Regions from separate parts of the Capsicum annuum genome. Here region 1 is linked to region 2. The links are chromatin contacts, called in public Hi-C maps. All regions are on one chromosome and are shown on one strand. The core of a region is the stretch at or near the end of the contact, and the rest is flanking DNA. Distances in the headings are between cores, read along the strand shown.

What was found. Hi-C and Micro-C count contacts between places; a contact is called where the count stands out from the background.
Region 1: a contact with region 2 is called in a Hi-C map of leaf, with 5 times the contacts expected there. The contact joins the promoter of LOC107867962 here to the enhancer-like site in region 2. A contact is called at or near these places in 2 of 5 Hi-C or Micro-C datasets (leaf and placenta).

The regions. Positions count from the first base shown.
Region 1 is chr4:67,624,236-67,627,726 of UCD10Xv1.1, forward strand. LOC107867962 (pumilio homolog 5) reads left to right here and starts at 2,194. Exons shown (of 7, transcript XM_047411847.1): 1 at 2,194-2,387; 2 at 3,128-3,360; 3 at 3,441-3,491.
Region 2 is chr4:67,464,875-67,468,369 of UCD10Xv1.1, forward strand. LOC107867964 (nitrate reductase [NADH]) reads right to left here. Exons shown (of 4, transcript XM_016714485.2): 4 at 1,890-3,491. The coding sequence ends at 2,157. Among protein-coding and RNA genes, the nearest start is that of LOC107867964, 5.8 kb to the right of the region's middle. Within about 2 kb of position 1,292, at least 2 of the 5 cell types and tissues checked have an H3K27ac peak or open chromatin away from gene starts, as enhancers often do. A contact at or near this core is called in leaf, where this site is marked.

The DNA.
Region 1 (3,491 bases), core at 944-3,443, 160 kb after region 2:
AGGATCAAAATGCACAATTAATAAATTAAAAATCAAAATATGTTAGATTCATAAATAATAAGGATCAAAACTAGATACTATAATTTTTTATATATCCGACAAAATGTAGGTACTATAATTTTTTAAGGATAGAAAAATAAAATTCAACATTAACTTTTTCCTTTCAAGTGTTATTTTTGTGAATTGATAACACAAAAAATTCTTACTACACAATGAAAAGATTAATTAAAGTAAGTAGATTTTATAATAATAATTATCATTCATTGATAATCTATAAAATATTTTAGCAACTACAAAAGTTTTGCCTAGTTTTAATACACATTATCGTTTCACAATCGACTCCATTGTTCAATTACATATTTTAAATTTAATAGTTTTTAATCACTTGAAAATTGATGTTGTATATATCAATTAAAATGAATTTTAATATTCTATATTATATGAGTGATATGTGTTTAAATGAAGTGACATAAACAACAATTTTTTTTACTTTAACAAACTTAAGTTGGAAATTTTTATTTTAAACTAAATAAGATGTAGTAAGATTTTTTTCTTAAACATACTAGGCATAATCAGGGGAAGACAAATGCGGAAAAATTAAAGTTAAATAAGACGAAAATTTTATTTTTAAAATACACTTGATATAATCATGAAAATGCACACACACAAAAAAATTAAGCTAAATAAGATGAAAGTTTTATTTTTAAGAATAAATATTTAAAGCTTGAAACGAAATATATATTAAAAAAAAAAAATGGGGTATTTTGGTAATCAATTAATTTATTCTTAGAAATTATATCATGCATATTACTTTAAATACAATAAATCAAACACTCAATAAAAAATAATCCCATCATAACTAATTTAAGTATAACTTATCTCAACATAACTAATCCCAACATAACTACATTCCCAACCAAACGACACCTTAATGTCTAAACACTGATTGGATTGATTGAATTTCCTCAGTGAGAAACTCAAAAAACTTGATTGCTAAATTTTGAGAGAACTTGAGGAACATAAAATGGATTTTGTTGAATTTGCTGTTGTTTGCTGAAATTGATGATTGGAAATTATAATTTTTAAGCTGTGGATAAAGTTTCAAAACATTTAGTGGAGACATAGCTGAAGAAGTGTTGAAGAACAATCTGTTGTATATGTGTGTTACGATATTCAAGCGACTGACAAATAATATACTACTGATATATTATATGTGTGTCACATGTATATCACTAAATATTATTGTGTATATCTTGTACAAATCCTATGTATTTTATGCACATTAACAATATATATAGAGAGAAATGTGAAGCCTTTGGACGACCAAGGGCAAATTCGCCATTTTGATTAAGGGCAAATCTGTCTTTGTGCTATCATGGATATTTTTCCAATTTTTTCTCAACCGTTCCAGAATACTCCGGGTGTGTTTGATAATACTTTTCATGAAAAATATTTTCTTGTAAAATGTTTTCCTGAAAAATAAGCTGTTTTTTACTTATTTTCTCATATTTGGTTTGTGAATGAAAAATATTTTTTAAAAAGAAAAATATTTTATGATGTTTGGTTGGTGAGTAGAGAATATTTTTTAGAAAAATATTTTCTAGTGTTTGATTGGTGAGTGAAAAAATATTTTTTACTAACTGTTAACTAATATATCAATGCCTCTAACAACTCAACAATTTGTAAGAAATAATTTAAGCATAACAAATAATATCAATATGGAATTCTAAAATACTACAATCACTAAATTTAAGCAATTATTAATTAACAAATATAAGAGATATTTTTCAATATTTTGTCAGGACAATCTCAAGATACTACGATTAATAGAAATATAACGGAACGACAAGCTTATTCAAAATATGCAATTAGCAAAAGTAACATAGGTAAATCTTTCTCTATGAATATGAAAATAACAATATATTTAATGAACATTGAAAATAAAAAAAAATCGGATTTCACTTTTTTTTATTTCAAGCAATAAAAAATTAAAGTAAAGTGTAATAAAAAATATTTCCAAGTAATATAAATTTTTTAAGTCATATGAATATGAGTGTTGTTAAGGTGGGGAAAAGGAATGGGGTGGGAGTCATAAGTCTCATTTATCATTTTCTGAAAAATGATTTTCTTGACTCTAAGAGAAGTCATTTTCCATCAAATGGAGGAAAATGAATTGTTATGAAAAATATTTTCCAAACATTTCATTACAATCAAACAAGGAAAGATTGAAAAATATTTTTCAGAAAACATTTTACATGTACCAAACACACCCTGATTATCTTTATCTTCCTTTCACAATCATACAACTTACTCTTTTTCTTCCTCAAGTTCTCAAACACCAACTTCAATCTTGAATTCAAACAGCAATAAGAACACTAACTTCTCAGGTTCATTCTTGACTGTTGTGGATGTAGTTTGGTAGTGATATAAATTTGAGTTTTAGGCCTAATAAGGAAGGAAGTTTCGGGTATATTATTATAGTGTTTAATAAAGTTAAAATTTTTTGATGTGAAAAAATGATGAATTTGGAATTGCAGGACGTCATATTCCATGAATTCAATTCTTGTGAATTAATTTGATAGAAAGAATTGGATACATGTAATTGTTTATACTTTCTACAGAGTGCATATAATTAATTTTTTCATATATGAATATTTATATCCTTTCTAATTAAGGAGCTGCAATAGTAAAAAATAAGGATTCTTTCCAAATGAATACTGTTACCGAATAGACTGTAGGGAACTTTTTGAATTCACAATAATCTTCAACATCTTCTACAACATTGCATTTTCTTACATGGACTGTGAGTATTTTTTCTAACTCTGCTTTGAGCTTTTCCTTTGAAAAGAAGGATGGAGTATGTATTAATTGTACCAAACTTAGAGAAATGCCGCATTGTACTTATGTATGTATGCCTTGAGAGGCAAGATAGTTTTATCAAATTTGGCTTCTTCTTCCAACTTTATTAGGTACTTAGGCAAGTAAAATAGAAACGATGAAAATTATTGTCTCTTGTGGGATGTACTTTTCCTATATATAGTCTATAGATTGGGCAGGTCAGTTATAGCATGATGTGTTTGTGATTGCTCATTCTTCTGACACTAATATAGATATTTTGATGGCACAGGTACCACTCACTACATCACACCCAATTCAGAACAAACTATTCACTTTTCATGCCAATGTATGACTACAATGGCTAAGTCATCAGATACATTGTAAGAAAAGTCACTCGAGAGAGCACCTGAAGTGCCTGATTACTAGACAATACCAAGCCGCTCTTGAGGAGTCCGTTGTGAGAAAATTTGGAGAAAACAACCTGATTTGCTGTATGAATCACAACTCTGACTCCTTCTACAGGTTTGAACACTCTTTAGTTGAAATTGCTATGCAAGGTATGGATGATGTTATTGTATTGATAGTAGTTTCTGATTGAGAAGTGAACTGTCATCTCAAAGAGGAGTGCAGCTGCAAGAGCATCTGAGGATTTC
Region 2 (3,495 bases), core at 42-2,541:
ATCCTTAAAATCATCATCTGAATCAACTGAATGTTCATCATCAACTTCATCCTGCTCTAATATTTCAAAATTTGACATTTCCCTTTGAGTTGGCTCAATATTCTAAAATACAACCTAGGAATATAGAAAAATATGTTTAAGTATCTGTTAAACAATTGTAACGCAAATGTATATATGTAGACTATAAAATACGTATCTAGTAAAAATGAAGTTGTATCTATTACCGACACAAATACAAATACGTCCATAACCACAAATATATTTATATATTTCAACATTCCAATATACAGAAAAATAAATATCATTTATAATAAAAATACATATAACCAAATACCTCTTCATGAGTAGTTCATATATAAATATATTTTTCCATACATGCAAGTTAGCAAATTCATTTAACATACAAATATAACTAAACATAGTAGCTTTACAAAAAAATACATGTTAACCCAAAATATATATTTAACCTATCATTTTCACAAATCAGTTTTACTGAAATTCCTAAATACATATCAGCTGATCAGTAAATACATGTTAGCTTCACAAAAAAATACATATTACCCCAATTGATAAAGCTTTACAAAATCCCTAAATATATAACAGTAAATAAAAATACATATACAACGACAAATACCTCTTCCTCCATGTCTTCTTCAGATTCATTAGCACAAGAATTCTCAACATCGGCATGAACATTGCTTGAATCTGCAATTTTTTTTGCTTTTCTTTTCTTCTCATATTTTTTTATTTTTTTGTCTTTTAGAGAAGAAATTTTTTTCAACTGTTTTTTTTTAAATATCAGACATCTTCGAAAAAGCTCAACCAATAACAACAACAAATCAACTCAAAATCAGCTACAATATCCATTCAACTCCGATTATCCTCCATTAATCGGAACAAAATAAAACCCAATTTCAATTTTCATCCAAATTTTAATTTTTTTTCAACCATATCAACTCATAAAACATCAAATTTCAATGAAAAACAAACAAAACATAATTCAGCAAATCCGATCACCTTGATTCTCCGTTAACAAATTGTTTGCAGTACAAAATTGAAAAAAAATATTAAGAAATTGATAACATGCAATAACTGAATTAATTAGTTACCTAAAATTGTGGAACAATATCATTATCAGATCGTGCAAAAGACGTTAAGAAGAAAAAAAATTTAAAAGAGAAAATCTAAGAAAAGGCGTGAAAAATGGTAAAGTATAAAGCAATTAAAGAAAAGAGAAAGATTTTAAGCGTGAATAATGAAACCTACTTTTGAGAGGCGGTAATTGTGGTCCCCCACTTAAAATAATGCTAGGTTTGCTACACCAAGTAATTTCATTAAAATGTTGCTATTTTTTGTAATTTAAGACTTAGGTATGCTACTTTTCCCTATAATATTCACACTTTGAATGCAGAAAGTCAGGATTATGGTTTAACCCTATAATAGACGTCCTTTCGTTAAGTTTAGCGCTATGGAGTATAAATATACATGGACGATTTCTTATTCGTTAATTATAGAGCCATAGTTGGCTATATATGGTCTTATTGTTTGTATATACTTGTAAAGTTATGTTGCATAGCATAATATTAAATACAACAAAATTGGAGTTTTAAAGGTTACGAAAAACAGATAGAAGTTTTGCAATGCATTTTTAGCACAAAGCAAAGAAACTGAATTATCCATATATATTGTTAGCATGGTGATATTCATTGCTTAACCTTTTCTTATATAAGGCAACATAAAAGAGTTTTAGAAAAAGAAACAAATATTCACTGGAGACTATAAACTAAACAAGACAACCACATTACAGTGGAAAAGAACAATAATTTGCAATTACTATATATATATATATATACACATATTGATTTTGAAAAAATCTTTTACAAGAAGACTTTGCGACCATAACGTTACTATATATCCCATGATGAATATACATTGTGTCATGGTACATATTACAACCTTCCGACATACACATACTAGTATAGTACAACATTTCTTCCTTAAAGAATCACTTTGTTGGAAGAGAATACTTTATACCTAAAGTTGAAAAATAAAATGTAAGAACTATAAGTAGTACATGGGGTGATAAACGAAAAACAATATGTACAACTGAAACAAAAAAGAATTTATTATTGCTAAATATTGTTATCATCCTTCAATTAGAAGACCAATAAGGAATCCTTAATGTCATAGCCCATCTTCTCCAAGTTAGGATTGATAGCAAATTGAATCATAGGAGGTGGTCCGCAAGCCAATGCTAGTGTTGTGTGAGATGGACCTGGGATATGTTCTCTTAGGATGGCATCTGTAACAAAGCCAGTGCTGTACTTCCATCCTTCTTTTGTAGACTCTTGAATCACATACCAAACTTTAACTCTATCTGGTATTTGCTCTGCCCATGCATCAAGTTCATCCTTGAGTAAAATATCATCCTCTGTTCTGTTAGCATACACCACATACATTTCCGTGTCGTCTTCTGGATCTTTCAGGATTGCCTGCATCACTTGATACACTGGAGTTATCCCTGTTCCACCAGCTATCATTGCCAACTTCTTGGCAAACTTTTGTTTGCCATGGATTAAGAAATTACCCTTTCCTTGGTATTCAATGTGACCTAATGGACCTTTCATGTCGAGAAATGCTCCTATTGGGAGAGAATCAAGATACTGTGACATTTGCCCACCATGAGGGAATTTAGGGTGAACCCCTTTGAAGTATACTTTGACAACCAATTCGAAGAACCCCACCTCATCGACCGTGCTAGTAGGCGTGTACGCGCGCATGCAGAGCTTATCATCAATTGTGGCACAGAGGAATATGTGTTTGCCAACAGGCAAGCCCAAGACTTGATCTTCAGAGGGTAATGCAAAACGGAATTTCCTAACATCAGGGGAGATGGATTGCTTGTCGACGAGTTTACAAGGGATTTTCTCTCTTGGGATAAGGGCCACACTCCTTGTTGGTGTTTGAACAAGCTCCTTAATAGGTGCTAGAAAGCTACTGATGGAAGAAGATCCATGGACAGAACTGTTTGGAGAGGAATCAGAGGTGTAACCAGTAGTTATGAGTTCACCAATTCTAAAGTCCTCCAAGAGCTTCTTGGCCTTATCAGAATGAATTGCATCAAATTCCTCAGTGCAATCAGTACCAGCATTGATGAGGATGCTGTCAACACCACCAGGATGGTCTTTCAAGAAACGTGTGGCATCGTAGATATGGCCATGGACTATGATCCAAGCAGAGTCAGAATGGTTGTGCTTCCTGACCTCGGACATGGAATACATCTTTGAAGCTGTGTTCATGAATGGAGTTGAAATGCTTTTCTTTAGTGCTGGAGGAGCCTCTGCTGATATCTCCAAGTGCCTCTCCTTTGCCATCCATCCACCCGATTGGTTTCCAGGTTGGGTCGGGTGCTCGAACACTATTCCAATCTCTCCCTTGTGAGGCTTGCACACATTCATCTTCACTCGGAACCAGCAATTGTTCATCATTCCCTGA